Regions from separate parts of the Mus musculus genome. Here regions 1, 3, 4 and 5 are each linked to region 2. The links are chromatin contacts, called in public HiChIP or PLAC-seq and promoter capture Hi-C maps. All regions are on one chromosome and are shown on one strand. Each heading gives the region's core, a stretch centred on a gene start, on an enhancer-like site or on the middle of the called end of the contact. The rest is flanking DNA. Distances are from core to core; before and after follow the strand shown.

The links. HiChIP or PLAC-seq counts read pairs in DNA pulled down with a chosen protein or histone mark. Capture Hi-C pulls out chosen DNA fragments and counts their contacts.
Region 1: a contact with region 2 is called in an H3K27ac HiChIP or PLAC-seq map of embryonic stem cells, with 5 read pairs. The contact joins the promoter of Rbm20 here to the promoter of Xpnpep1 in region 2. A contact is called at or near these places in 2 of 39 promoter capture datasets (pre-B cells and stem cell-derived epiblast-like cells) and 1 of 115 datasets of contacts at active chromatin or transcription factors (embryonic stem cells).
Region 3: an H3K4me3 HiChIP or PLAC-seq map of bone marrow-derived macrophages shows a contact between it and region 2, with 5 times the contacts expected there. The contact joins the enhancer-like site here to the promoter of Xpnpep1 in region 2. A contact is called at or near these places in 1 of 39 promoter capture datasets (stem cell-derived epiblast-like cells), 5 of 115 datasets of contacts at active chromatin or transcription factors (bone marrow-derived macrophages, embryonic stem cells and pancreatic cancer cells) and 2 of 9 other capture datasets (embryonic stem cells and liver).
Region 4: a FOXA1 HiChIP or PLAC-seq map of pancreatic cancer cells shows a contact between it and region 2. The contact joins the enhancer-like site here to the promoter of Xpnpep1 in region 2. A contact is called at or near these places in 1 of 39 promoter capture datasets (stem cell-derived epiblast-like cells), 2 of 115 datasets of contacts at active chromatin or transcription factors (embryonic stem cells and pancreatic cancer cells) and 1 of 9 other capture datasets (adipose tissue).
Region 5: a promoter capture Hi-C map of adipose tissue shows a contact between it and region 2, with 3 times the contacts expected there. The contact joins the promoter of Bbip1 here to the promoter of Xpnpep1 in region 2. A contact is called at or near these places in 1 of 39 promoter capture datasets (pre-B cells), 1 of 484 Hi-C or Micro-C datasets (regulatory T cells), 3 of 115 datasets of contacts at active chromatin or transcription factors (bone marrow-derived macrophages and embryonic stem cells) and 2 of 9 other capture datasets (adipose tissue and liver).

What each region holds. Positions count from the first base shown.
Region 1 is chr19:53,675,913-53,678,612 of GRCm38.p6, forward strand. Rbm20 (RNA binding motif protein 20) reads left to right here and starts at 1,394. Exons shown (of 14, transcript NM_001170847.1): 1 at 1,394-1,680. The coding sequence starts at 1,496.
Region 2 is chr19:53,037,284-53,039,983 of GRCm38.p6, forward strand. It overlaps Xpnpep1 (X-prolyl aminopeptidase (aminopeptidase P) 1, soluble), which reads right to left and starts at 1,287. Exons shown (of 20, transcript NM_001374834.1): 1 at 1,231-1,287.
Region 3 is chr19:53,577,839-53,580,538 of GRCm38.p6, forward strand. No RefSeq gene overlaps it. Among named protein-coding and RNA genes, the nearest start is that of Smc3, 21 kb to the right of the region's middle. Within about 2 kb of position 1,268, at least 9 of the 459 cell types and tissues checked have an H3K27ac peak or open chromatin away from gene starts, as enhancers often do. A contact at or near this core is called in bone marrow-derived macrophages, where this site is marked.
Region 4 is chr19:53,556,133-53,558,832 of GRCm38.p6, forward strand. No RefSeq gene overlaps it. Among named protein-coding and RNA genes, the nearest start is that of Dusp5, 28 kb to the left of the region's middle. Within about 2 kb of position 1,304, at least 89 of the 459 cell types and tissues checked have an H3K27ac peak or open chromatin away from gene starts, as enhancers often do. A contact at or near this core is called in embryonic stem cells and pancreatic cancer cells, where this site is marked.
Region 5 is chr19:53,943,263-53,945,962 of GRCm38.p6, forward strand. Bbip1 (BBSome interacting protein 1) reads right to left here and starts at 1,365. Exons shown (of 4, transcript NM_001195338.1): 1 at 894-1,365; 2 at 204-317. It overlaps Shoc2 (Shoc2, leucine rich repeat scaffold protein), which reads left to right and starts at 1,614. Exons shown (of 9, transcript NM_019658.6): 1 at 1,614-1,751.

The sequences.
Region 1 (2,700 bases), core at 144-2,643, 640 kb after region 2:
GATCCCCCTGCCTTTGCCTCTCTAGTGAAGAGCTGGGACTAAAGGCATGTGCCACCCGCCGCCACACGTTCTGTTTTGTTTGTTTGTTTGTTTGTTTGTTTGTCAGACTTGTGTGAATTGTGAATGATGTGTGTGATGTTTAATACAAATAATCGTAACTCTAATTGGCAATGAGAGAGAGAGAGAGAGAGAGAGAGAGAGAGAGAGAGAGAGAGAGAGAGAGAGAAGCTCTCTAAGGTAGGGTGGCAGAGTAGGCAGTTTCAAGGGGAAATTGACACAAGAGTCAGGAGGGACAAAAAGTATCTTTCAGAGAGTTCAAGCAGTTGTCAGGTTTTGAGACATCTTTAGAATTTTCTGGTGTGTGAAGCAGGCAGGCAGGACTTCAGGCTGTGGGATCAGCTCGCTGCCCTCTGGCTTATAACGCACGAGAGAGGAATTTGGCCGCGGGCGTCCGTGTCTGGAACACCACGGAACAGCACAGTCCGAGAGAGCACGAGGCGGCCACTCCCCGGCCGGTGCTCAGGTGCAGGAGGGTCTGCGGGAGCAGGTGTCCCCTGTCGCCGTCTCCAGCTGCTCCGCCCTCAGAGCCTCACAAGTGCGTCGCACAGCTGCCACCCCGGTGCACACGGGTGTCCGGCGCAGGTGGGCTCCGGGCAATTAACAGAGTCGGTGAACTCTCTTCCTTATCCTTTAAATTTCCAGAGACGCTGCCAATAAATATGAAAGAAACGTGTGCCTGGTTTTCTTTTGCTCTCGTGGGAAAATTCAAAGAAATGAATCCACTGCTACCCTGTCCGTCGCCTTTGGGACCCCCGAAGCGACAGCTGGAACTACCAGCGTGGTGAGCTCCGGGGCCTGATCATCTGGGCCCCGAGATCGCAGTCCCACCCACCTAGGGAAGGATGTGACAGTGTCGGGTCCTTCCAGAGGCGCTGGCTGGGCTCCAGCCGCAGGAGGATGCCAAGCCCCGGGCGCACTTCGCGCTGGCGATGTCCTCGGGACTCTGCCGGAGCCGGGCAGCCTGTGAGCTCCGGAAGAAACTACAAGGCGGCGGAGGGCGGCTGCGGGGCGGGCCGGCGTGTCGCCCTCTCACGAGGGTGTCGCGCTGAGGAGCGCCTGGCTGGTCACCCCGAAGGGCTCGCGGTGGCGGGTGGCGGCTGCTACTCACTGTGCCTCGGGTGGACAGGCACAGTTGTCCCGGTCACCCCGCGCGCAGCAGCTCCTGGGCGTCTCGCGGCTTCCGTGGCCCCGGGGACGCCCCCTGTTCCTGTCCCTGTCCCCCGCCCCCTCCGCAGCCTCTCCAGCTTGAGCGCCGGGAGGTGGAGGAGGCGGCGCCGCGGGGACTGTCTCCTCCCCACCCTTCTCGTCTCCTCCCCACGCCACCGAGAAGGACAAGGGGACTGGGCACAGGGACCCCGGCCAGTGAGCGCTTGTGTTCCGGGACCGCCCCTCCCGCGCGCTCTTTCGCTGCGAGCCCGGGCCGGTGTCGCCGCGCATGGTGCTGGCAGTAGCCATGAGCCAGGACGCGGATCCCAGCGGTCCGGAGCAACCCGACAGAGATGCCTGCGTTATGCCCGGTGTTCAGGGGCCCTCCGTGCCCCAGGGCCAGCAAGGGATGCAGCCTCTGCCGCCACCGCCACCGCCTCAGCCTCAAGCCAGCCTGCCCCAGATCATCCAAAAGTAAGAGGGAGAATGGAGTGGGGCTGGGGTGAGCCTGGGACACACACCAGGGGCCCTCTTTTGTGGCTTCATTTCCATCCTTTGCTAAACTTCGCCCGCCCCGCTTGTGTTTGAAGTGTTGTTGGCGCTCTGAGCTGGGTCGGTGTCATTCTGGCTTGTTGGTGATATTGGGTAGAACGCAGTCAAGTTATTAGTGTGTGGTGGTGGTGGTGGTGGGGCATAATTTTTGCCTTTTCTTATGTGTTCTCTTTTCTCTTCTGATGGTACTGGATCTGTTTTAACTTCATAAGCTCGAAGTTGGGGGAAATGACCCAGAGACTATTTTTTTCATCCTTCTGATCCTTAGAGACCACTGGAATGTATTACGGTGACGATGACGGGTCAAGCGTGAGTGTGAGCGCTTAGTGAAGGGTGTGTGATAAATCGCCACTGAGAACAAAACTACCTTTAGTGGAGTCAACTAGAGATTTGGGACAAAGGGAGTTGAGGGCCTGTAAACAACGCGCAAACAGTTTACAACATGGCCCTTGCAAGGAGTTCTCAGCTGCAGAAAAGGTTTCCCCTAGATACCGTGGTGAACCTCACCGTTCTTCTTTTCATTGGTTTGGTAAGCTGGGGTGGTCAGGGGTCCCAGGAAGCCCCTTATCCCGTCTGGGAAGCGTAGAGGTAAACCGCTGGTGTTTTACTCCCTCGGCTCCTTAAAAAGCATTGTTTTGACAGTTTGAGGCCTAGAATGTCGGATTGTTCGAAGGCTCTTTATTTTGCTTCAGGCTTGGTCCACCTGTGACAAAGTCCTGAAAAATAGTTTGAGTGTTTCCACAAGTCTAATTGGAACATGTAAACTCAGGAAAACTCACATGAGGAGCTGGGGTTTTTTGTTGGCTGTTCTGATCTTGGGGATTCTGTAAACTCACTACGATGCACTAAGGAAAAAAAAAGCAAACATGGAAAAGGAAATGGAAGCAAATAGTAGTCAACTCTGAATGGCTTTAAAAAGCGAGTTATCTAATAGAAAAGAGT
Region 2 (2,700 bases), core at 37-2,536:
CCTCCATTTGCCTCCTTCAAGGAGTTCAGTTTGACCTTCTAAACTGAAAGGGGTCCTCATCTGTACACTGGATGGCACTGAAATTCTACCACTTCCGGAAGGCACCCTCCCTCTCAGCCTACCATCTGACGTTCACTGACCACCCCCAATACTGTGACTACGGATCCAGGATCCAGCAACGACTGTGGTGTGGTCCTCAAGCTGCCTCCGAACCTTTGACATTACATCATTATCCAATTGCCTGACTTTATTTCCAGCAGAAGACGTCCAGGAAGGTCTAACCACATGGACAATTACCCACACCACCCACCATCGTGCATATATAAACTTCTTGGTCACACTTAACACGCTGTGACAAGACCAGGTCTGGGTCAAGGTAGGCTTGAGATCTGTCCACTCACAGAAACAGGCATAATATGGTCGGAATTTCACAAGTCGGGCTGCGGTGCCTCATGTGTTCTTTCAAGACTCAACTGGTCTGAGAGGATGGGTACGCCCCTGTGCATCCCCTCAGAGTTTTAATTCTGGTTTTATGTTCTTAGCATCTCCCACTTTAAATAACCAAGTGTGCCTGGTTCGGGTGCAGAAGGGATACACTAAAGCATGTTCAACATGAGTCTGGGAAGTGTCTTCTCACTTCCTGTGTCCAAGAAGAACCCAGAGCAGGCTCCAGGAGGATTTTCCGGAAGGCTATGCCTATCTGTTTCCTGATACAGCCCCTGAGACCATTTGGGTGGGGAGGGCACAACGGCTGCCTGTCTCTGTTGGGAGTTTGAATCAAGAGGTAAAATGCAGTCATCAGAATGATCAGGGTTGTAACTTTAGATCGCCGCCGTGGAGGAAGGAAAAGGGCAGGGGCACAATCACTTCTGGGTACCCGGGGTGGATCCAAGAGGGACCAACTTCCTGCAACAGCAGGGCCTCCCCTCAGGGTCGGGGGTGGTAAGGATCACCGCTTTCCCGGGACCAGCGAGGCAGTTCCTCGGTCACACTGGTCCCTGGACCGGCTCCGGCCGCCCGGAGGTGCCCGGGGGCCCCGCCGGAAGCGAGCTGAGTCCTGCCGGGCTGCACAGATCGTTCCCCGGTTCCCGCTGGGGCAACCCCCGCTAGCCAAGGCCATCCCCGGACGGCCGCGGGCCCGTCGCTGCTCGCCCTCTCGTCCCTACCCTCCCGGGGGTGCAGCTCGCGCGCCGGGCGCCGGATGCCGGTCAGCCGGCACAGTCCCCTCACCTTACTCGCGGCGGCTTTCTGGAGGCTGCCATTCGGCGGTGACGTGCCCCAGCCCACGTCAGGGGAGCGCAGACCAGCTGATCACCCACGGCCAGGCGCGCGCACCGGGCAGGCCACTCCTCCCCTCTGTGGCGTGCTCACGCAGAGGCTCCGCCCCGCTGTAAACCCCGCCCGTTCACCGGAGTGGGCGTGGCCGAGTGTCAGAATTCCAAAACCTTTGGGCTGTTGCTTGGAGAGGGTGTGGTGTTCTGTGCAACCAATTGGGAGAGGCGCCGGTCAGTCGTCACTGATCTTCCTCTCCATTTAAGAGGAAGGACAGGCGTTTTGCCAGCTAAGGAAGCTGCATGCTTCTCCGGTTTGTTCCAGCTTTTAGGTCAGCTAAGACGAGAGAGTCGTGGCCAGCTCTGCAAGAACCTATTTTAGGGTCCTGGAGACACTGACTGGATCAGGATATAACTTGCTGAGACCTTAGAGATGTCTTCCAAATGATTATTCCCAACAGCTTCAAAACTTACTGCTCACTTGGGCTAACGATCGGGCGTTAAAGCGTCCAAACCTAGCTCCTAACCCTATGTACAAACAAAAACATTCTTCACGTAGGGCTTTTTCATCTCAGTCGGTGGCTATTCCATGTTTTAAGGGCAAAAATCTTGACGTAATATCTGCCTTATTCCCCGGTCCATGCCCCATCTGCCCAAGATCCGCTTGGTCCTGGCTTCAAAGTAGATCCGTAGCCCCACCCACTTCCATCACGTCACCTATCTGGGGTGCATCACTTCCACCTCACCTGTGTGACGCCTGCATAGAAGCCAGACCGAACCTACCCTGAGGTGTCCACTTGACCATTCTAGAATCGCCTGGGAGAAAAAGCCCCTGGGCCTGGCTGGAGGGTTGTCTTGTGTTATTTAAGACGGGCAGAACCACTCCCTAGGTAGAGGATTCTAGACTGTATAAAATCAATGGAAATGAGCTGAAGACGAGCATGAATATATTACTCTCGCCTCTTGACTACCGATGTAAGGCCTGGCTCCCTGACTAGATGAACGGAAACTGGAAGCCGAAGAAGTCCTTTACCCCTCAAATTCCTTTCGCCAGAATGTTTTATCACAACGACGGGAAAAGAAACTAAGCAGTCCCCATTTCATTTGGAGTGACTCTTCTTAATCACAGCTCACAGGTCACCTCACTCCACCTAAGCTGGCCTTCCCTATCTTTGACACTCACAGTCCCGTCAAGTGTCACCTCCTCGATGAAACCTGCTTAAAGCTGTAAACCGCTTGGACCCATCCGGGCCCCTTTCCCACAGCTTCTACTGTTGTTCACCGGAGTTCATCTTCTGAGGATAGTCTCTCTACCCTGCACACATACTATAGCCATCAGAGCAAGAGTTGTTTCTGTTGCTTAAAAATGGGCAGGAGGGCTAGAGAGATGGCTCAGCGGTTAAGAGCACTGACCGCTCTTCCAGAGGTC
Region 3 (2,700 bases), core at 18-2,517, 540 kb after region 2:
ACACACATGCACACACATACACACATCAGAGAGAGACAGAGACAGACAGACAGACAGACAGACAGACAGACAGACAGACAGAGAGATTATAATTTTTTGAGATGGGGGGATTTACTATATAGCCATGGCTCACTATGGCTATATAGCATCTTCACTATGAAGATGAGGCTAGCCTTGAACTCACATAGATTTGCCTGTCTTGTCTCCTGAGTACTGTGATTAAAGGATTAGTAGTGGTGACCTCCCATGAAAGGGAGTAAGGGAGATGGCTCAGCCAGTGAAGGTATTCTTGCTGCCAAACCTGACTATCTGAATTCAATCCCAAAACTCCATGGTGGAAGAAAGCCAACCCCTCCGACCTCTACATAAGCAACCTGTCCTTTGACCTCCCCATGAGTGTCATAGAACATGCATATCTACACACATAATAATAAAATGTAATAAAAGTGTTACACAAATGCATGCATATAGATATAGATACAGAGATATAGAGATATATATAGAAAGTAAAAGCTCAGATCACCTTTGAAATGATGACCTGTGCCCTGCTGTCTCGTGTCTCCATACCTGTGAGCTTCAGCTGCCCACGGAGGAGTTCTGCCCACTTCAGCCTTCTGGAATGGGACACCAAAGATGTCACTCATCTCCCCACCCCCACCCCCTCTCTCTGTGTCTGTCTCTTAAGTTATGAAGTAGATGCAACACAAAATTTACCATGTTAACTATTTTTAGTGTTTACATTTCCATTTTTGGGCAACCAACATGGTACAAAGTTCTGTCTTTCACTTACATTCATCATAGTTTCTACTGCCATCTTGGATTTTAGCCACAAGTACACAGTCACGGTTTAATGTCTTTATCACTGTCTGTCTGTCTGAATGTATATATGCATGCATGCATGTACACATGTATGTGTGTATGCATGCATGTATTACACATGTATGTGTGTATGCATGTATGTATTACACGTGTATGCGTGTATGCATGCATGTATATATGCATATGTGTATGTATGTATGCATCTATGTATGTACTTTTATTCATTTATTTGGTGGGGAAAGATACATGGGATTGCACATGGAGGCATAATGACTCTGGCAGGGACAGGTCCATGTGGGCCAGCAGGCTTGGTGTTAAGTACCTTTTATCCACTGAGCCCTCTTACCAGCCATAAAGCCTTGAGTCTTAGTACGGCACCAGATGACATGAATGTTCAGTAAATAATGGCCACTGATTGATTTTTGTGCTCCTCACACCGATTCGTAGCTTTGAAGCGCCCTCTAGTGGCAATGATGAAAATGATGCGAAGAACCACCTAAGTCTATTTGCTTTCTAGCAGGTGGTGACCACAAATGTCATCTTGTGTCCCTGTCTTTTGTGTTGTTTTCTTACTGACTTCACTGAGTATGAAATTCTAGTCAGTTAAAAGTTGAGTGTAATGGTTTTGTAATCCCAGAATTTATGACATGGAAGCAAGAGGTTTGCTGGAAGCTACACAGTAAGTTCCAGGCTAGTCTGGGTTACCTAGGGAGAGCCTGTTTCAGAAAACACACAGCCAGGTGCACACCTTTAATTCTAGCACAGAGGCAGAAGCAGGTGAATTTCTGAGTTTGTACACAGTGAGCCTTGTCTTAAAACAAACAAACAAACAAACAAACAAACAAAACCAAAACCCAAAACAAAATAACAATATTGGAACAAAATAAAAATCCCAGCAACCAAACAAAACAAATAAGGTGAACTGAATGATGTTTTTCGGATAGTCTAGGAGGAACTCCGTGTTTTGTTTGGTGGTTTGTTTGTTTGTGGGGGGTGCAAAGCAATTCATTTATACAATCAAAATGAATTAATGCACACATGATATCGAAACAAAAACATGCAAAAAACAAAAATAAGATTCAAGAGATAAAAGTACACTCCAACAAGAACAAACATAGCTGGGTGGTGATGACCCAGGCCTTTAATCCTAGACTTGGGAGGCAGAGGCAGGAGGATCGCCAAGTCCCAGGACAGCCTGGTCTACAGAGTGAGTTTTGGGCCATCCAGGCCTTCACAGAGAAACCCTGTTTCAAACAAACAAACAAACAAACAAACAAACAAACCAAAAGAACTAAATATACAAAAAATAAAACATAACCCTAGGAAAAATAATGTCTGCATTGGTGCATGTCTGCTCAATGTTTTTAATTAATATAGAGAATTGCATTTTCTGGTGTTCTGATTTCATAACTAAATGAAAAGTCACAAGTTAAAATAGTGTTTGCCTGATTTTTCTGAGCATTGTGTATACCAACAGCCAGAGGCTTTAATGGGTAAACGACTCTTACACTGGCTTAAACTGTCCAGTCCAGGAAGAATGGACTCCAAGGAGACACTGCAAGGTGGGATGTATGTGAGAACAGTTTCTGTTTTGTTCAAATAAGAAGTGAGCAGTGGCCAGAGCACCTGGGGGAGCCATCTTGGTTCCCGGATCCCTCAGAGACTGGTCTGTGCAGGTGAGAGTGTGGACTACAGAAGCTAACAGCTTCTGGGACAGGCAGAAGCCACACAGCTTCTGGGCCAGACCCCGTTTTGGGCTCCAGACATCCGGGCACTGACCCTGGCAGAGGAGAGGTGTCCGCCCTACCAGGGAGGGCTTTGCTGGAGCACCTGGGGAAGTCATCGCTGGTCCGGGATCTCTCAGAGACTAGACTGTGTAGG
Region 4 (2,700 bases), core at 54-2,553, 520 kb after region 2:
TTCATTCTAAATGGTGGCAGTGCCTGCCTTTGATACCAGCCTAGCACTCAAGGAGCTAGTCTACAGAGAGTGTTCCAGAACTGTCAGGGCTGCACAGAGAAATCCTGTCCCAGAAAACGAAAGGAAAAAAAGAAAAAAACAAAAAAAAAAACAATTTCTACCCACAGACACCCACTGTCAGTATTGAATGTTTCCAGTCAGTCTGGTTTCTATGCATTAGATGTAGCCCTTCCTTGATTCCTCCTCCCTCTCACCTTCCCCCCTCCCCTCTTCTCTCTCCTCCTCCTTCCCCTCCTCCCTCATTCTCTCCCCTTTCTTTTAAGTTCCTGTGAACAGCTGTTAGGGTCTGTGTACATAGCTGTGTGCCCTACCTTGTGCTGTTATTAACAATCGACAATCACCCTTCTTTTTTTTTTTTTTTTTTTTTTAAAGATTTATTTATTATATGTAAGTACACTGTAGCTGTCTTCAGACACTCCAGAAGAGGGCATCAGATCTTGTTACAGATGGTTGTGAGCCACCATGTGGTTGCGGGGATTTGAACTCCGTACCTTCGGAAGAGCAGTCGGGTGCTCTTACCCACTGAGCCATCTCACCAGCCCGACAATCACCCTTCTTAACAGCTGGATTTAGGAGGCTCACAGAGTGGCGTGTGTTTATAAATTATGAACATCCTTTAACAAAAACCACTTCGGAATCTGGAATTATTATTTGGAATGCTAATGGTTAACTCATTGACATTTTAACGCTGCTAATGAAGTTTATCTCAATGGGCTTTGGGGAAGCTGTCTGCTTCAATTCCCACAATTCAGAGAGGGTAGGAGGGGAATGTAAGGTGACCCTCCCCACCTCCTTTCCCTTCTTCCCCCACCCTCTCTCTTCCAGGGGTCCTTTCCATGCCACCAGAAGAGGGCGTGTACACAGGTCTAGTGTCATCCCTATTCCACTCTTCTGCCCACTGCTTTCTCACGTTCTCAATATGCTCAACCGCTGATTAGGCTGGAGTGGTTTTTCCGGCCTGTGAAATTACCTGCCATTAGTGGAAAGTGTCCCAGCCTTGTCTCTTGCCAGCTTGGGACTTCGGGCAATTTTCTTAGATTTCTCAACCTGTTTTGGTAAAATAAAGTATGGCTGCTAGGATTAAAGAGGGGGCGTCTAGATGGCAAGTTTTCCCCCAAGTCTTCCACGTCCCCAATCCAACGCGCCCCGCCTAGGCCCCCTGCTTTCCGCAGGGTTCCGGGAAGTGGTTCTGCCAGAGACTGCCTAGGAGCAGCTGTGGAGTCAGGTGACCCAACTCCCCACAGGGGTGACTAAAATACCAGCGATGCCGATTATTTGGACTTCCTGGGCAGGGCCTGCCACCGCTGTGACTGGTGGGACCTTGGAAGCAACAGTAATTAATATTTTGCCAGGTGTGATTCCAATGGCCCCGCCAAAGCAAGGGGTCCCACCCTGAGCAGGGAGCCCGTGGGAACTGCCTGAGCTGCATTCCCGGGCTGGTGATTGTGCCACATGCTCCTCCTGGGTTCCATGCAGGGGACGTCCCTAGCCTTGCCCCGGGGTTCAGATGCTGCAGGAAGGAGCATTCCACCCCCATCCTAGCACCCCCAGTCTCCAGGCAGGCACTCTCAAGGAGTCCCCTCCTAATCCACGTGGACTTGTCCCTGTAGCTCCTAGAGTAGAAGTCCTGGTGGCTATGGTTGAGAGGGCACGGGAGTTGTGGCGTGTTTATAAAAGGATAAAGCGATATAAGATATGTTCTATAGGGGTGTGGTGAGGTATGGGGAAGGGGATGTCTCAGCGGGCCCATGCGGAGTCAACTCTTCCCCCCGTGGGACCAGCCACACGGTATAGTACAGAATAGAGTTTATTTAGGGCGTGGGGAGGAGAGTTAAGAGGGTAGTGGAGGCAGAGAAAGGCAGGGGTGGGGGGCGTAGAGGAGAAAAACAGAGGTCGGCCATGAGCACGTGGAGAGAGAGGGGGGAAGGGAATGGGGAGAGAGGGGGGAGCATGAGAGCAAGGGAAAGAGGAGGGGGGCAGCGCCTTTTATAGTGGGTCGCCTACCCCCCGCTGTTGCCAGGTAACTGTGGGGAGGAGCATACCTGGCTGTTGCCAGATGACTGTGAGATGGAGTTTAGACAGAATGCTAACAAGTTGGGGTCGGAGTTGGGGTATCAGTCTTTCCCATACACACCTTCCAAATTCATAGGAGTCAGAAACTCAAAGGGCTCTGGGACCCTAATCTCCATCTTCCTCCTTTTATAGTGGGTACCACGGCTCCCGAAAGTGGATTGATTGTTCTACGTGGAATTATAAGAAAAACGACTAAATAAGGACAGTGAACTGGAAGCTGGGTTTTGGTTTTTTTTTGTTTGTTTGTTTTTTTCTAGACAGGGTTTCTCTATGTAGCCTTGGCTGTCCTGGAACTTGCTCTGTAGACCTGGGCTCGAACTCACAGAGATCTGTCTACCTCTGACTCAAAATGCTAGGATTAAAGCCATGTGACACCACCATCAAGCTGGCATTTATTATTATTATTGCTGTTGTTGTTATTGTTATTATTATTCATGAATGTTTTGCTGGCGTGTATGTGAGTGTGCTGTCATACATACTGTCAGAAGAGAACTTCGAATGCCCTGGAACTGGAGTTATGGATGGCTGTAAACCACCATGTGGATGCTTGGAATAGAACCCAGGTCT
Region 5 (2,700 bases), core at 115-2,614, 910 kb after region 2:
ATAGGAAAGAAATGTGTACATAGCAGAATCTTAACAATTACCAAGCAGGTAAATGGACACACATCACAAAAGGTGACAGCTGACTACAACAGTAAACCTCAGGAGAACAGGATTACTTCATTTTTTTTTCTGGAACATAGGTAGAGAAGGTAGATTTGTACTTTAATTTTCGTTTGGTTAGGTATAAGCATATTTCAATTTACCTGAAAATTGTTCTTTTTTTTTTTCTTGCACCTTTAGGAATCCAATCTGTAGTTATCAGAACGATTGACTTCTTGACTCCAAACGTCCACAGAAGGAACTACATGAGACAATGTCTTGGAGACACATAAAGCATTTTAAATATTTTTAAAATGTCCTTTAAAAGGATATTCACAATCGTAAACACCCAGGACTAACTACTTCAATATACCCTAACCCAGACTTCTAGTTGAAGCTTACATAGAGCTCAGAAAGGGGAGGCAGGACAGAAAGGGAAGAAAAATCAAAGATGAAAGGGAAGGTTTTGCTTTGCGGGTTGGCTCAGGGAAGTCATCTTTTTCTTTGATAGCTGGGGTGGAAACCGGTTTCTTTGGTTCCCAAAATTTGGAGTTTCTAAAGGCCAGGGAGTGAAAGTACTGTACTCGACAGGAACTCGAGGAGGCGTGCACCGTGCCCCACTGTGCAGACCTAGGGACTGCGGGCCTGGCCTCGCCCGGCGGCCGATCCGGCTGCCTCGCCCTACAGGGAACCTCAGAGGGGCGGAGGGAAGGCTGGCCACCGCCCCACCAGCCGGAAAGGAAACCCTCTGCCAGCGGAAGCGGCCCGGGGCCTCCGCTTAGTCTTCTCCCAGCTCCCTCCCTGCGGTTCATCCGGCCTGGCCGGCCCTGCTGTAGGGCGTCAGGGACACTTACCTCACTCGTCAGCTCTGGGAGAGGAGGCACCCCCTGGGGCGCAGGCGGGGTCCGGCTACTCCCACCTCCTGGCCATGACCCTACTAGGAAGTGCAAGCGCAACTTCCGGTGCGAGGGAGTTTTGAAGCCCTAAACTGTAGTTCTAGGTAAGCGATCAGGGGCTCCGTAAAGGGTCTGGCAAGCAAACCGGCAGTTCCCGATCGCGAATTAACTCGCCCAGTGTGGACTGTGTGTGTGCACATCCTCCGTAAGTATACTTACAGGTGCATCCCTTTCCAGACCGCTCTGCTGTTGCCTGGGGTAACGGGGAACCAAAAGCAGGAAAAACGTACGTCAAACGGGTGACAGGAAACGCCTCCTGCCATCATCAATTATGGCTGCCTGGGCTTCAACCGTAACTTCCGACTGGGAGTCGTTTCTCTACCCGGCTGGAGGCTTTTCTCTGTGGCGGAGCTAGCCAGCGGCGCCCAGTGGGCGGGAGACCGCGCACTGCCGCGGAGGAAAGGAAAAGGGCGGGGACAGGGAAGCTGGCGCCAAGGTTTCCCTCTGATTGGGTGACTGCTTTTGCTCTGGCTCCGCCCATCCCTCCTCCCTAGCGAATGCCCAGGCTCGCTCAAGGGGGCTGGGGCGGGGCGATTGGAGCCAGAGTGTGTGGAGGGGCGGGGCGAGTGGGGGAGGGGCGGGGGGGCGGTGGCAGGGGAGCGTCGCTCGGGGAGCGGAGGACGAGGAGGAGGAAGGAGGTGAGCAGGGATGGTGGAGTCCGGGCTCCGGACGGCAGCCTGGGGCGGGAGCGGCACAGGAGCGCCCGTGGGCCGGTTCTCTGCTTTCCTGCCTGTCGGGGGGCCCGGCCGGCCGTCGGTAAGGGGAGGCCCACACGTCCTGACAGGCGCGAGCCGCCGGAGCCGGGGCGAGGCCTGAGGGGTCGGGGCCCTGGGAGGCGCCGCGGCCGCTTTCCGGGGTGCCACGGCCCGGGGCGCCGGAGCCTCGGAGCCGCTGCCCGCGCGGGGCCGGCGGGCGGGACACGGGGAGCGGCAGGCTGCCCCCTGACAGCGCCGGGCCGGGCCTACTGCGGAGCGGGCGGCCGGGACAGCGCCGGGGCGCGGGCGCGGGCCCGGGGCGGCGAGTCAGTCGCGCTCCGGCTGCTCCGGTCTCTCGGCGCCTCCCGGCCGGGACTGCGGGGCTGCCCGGGTCGCGAGGACGCTTGGCGCCGGGCGGGCGGGCGGGCGGGAGGGCGGGCGCGGCCGTAGGGCTGTGGGGTGGGGTCTCTGCGCCTCCACCCCAAAGTCCTCGGCGCTGAGCGGTCTCCTCCTCGCAGACCCTGCGGGACGAGTGGTGGGTTCGGCGTTGGGTGTGTTGCCGAGTGAAAGGAGTTGTGGCCGCAGAGACCGCCCTGCTAAACACGCCTGGTGGCAATCTCCGTGTCGGCTTTGAGGGCTGGAGGAAAAGTAGTGTAACTCCCCGCCCCCAGCTCGGAACGCAGGAGGCTGCAGGGCAAAAAGATTTTCCCCCTAGCCCCTCGGTATCCATTGTTTTGTACCATCCCCTCCCCCATGCCTAGGTAGAAGAATAAGGACTCCAAAGCAGTAATTCGCCCGCCTCTCTCTCTCTCTCCCTCTCCCCTCGCTCCCCCGTCCCTCTCCGCAGAGGTTTGTGTTAACAGTGCAAGTGGGGGGTTTACAAACAGGTGGAATTGCTTGTCTATTTGGGAATCGGAAAGAAGATGCTTTTGGGGTGTGTTTTTTTTTTTTTTTTTTTTTTTTTCATCTCATCTCACCTTTACATTTGGGAGATTCGATTTTCTTCCCAT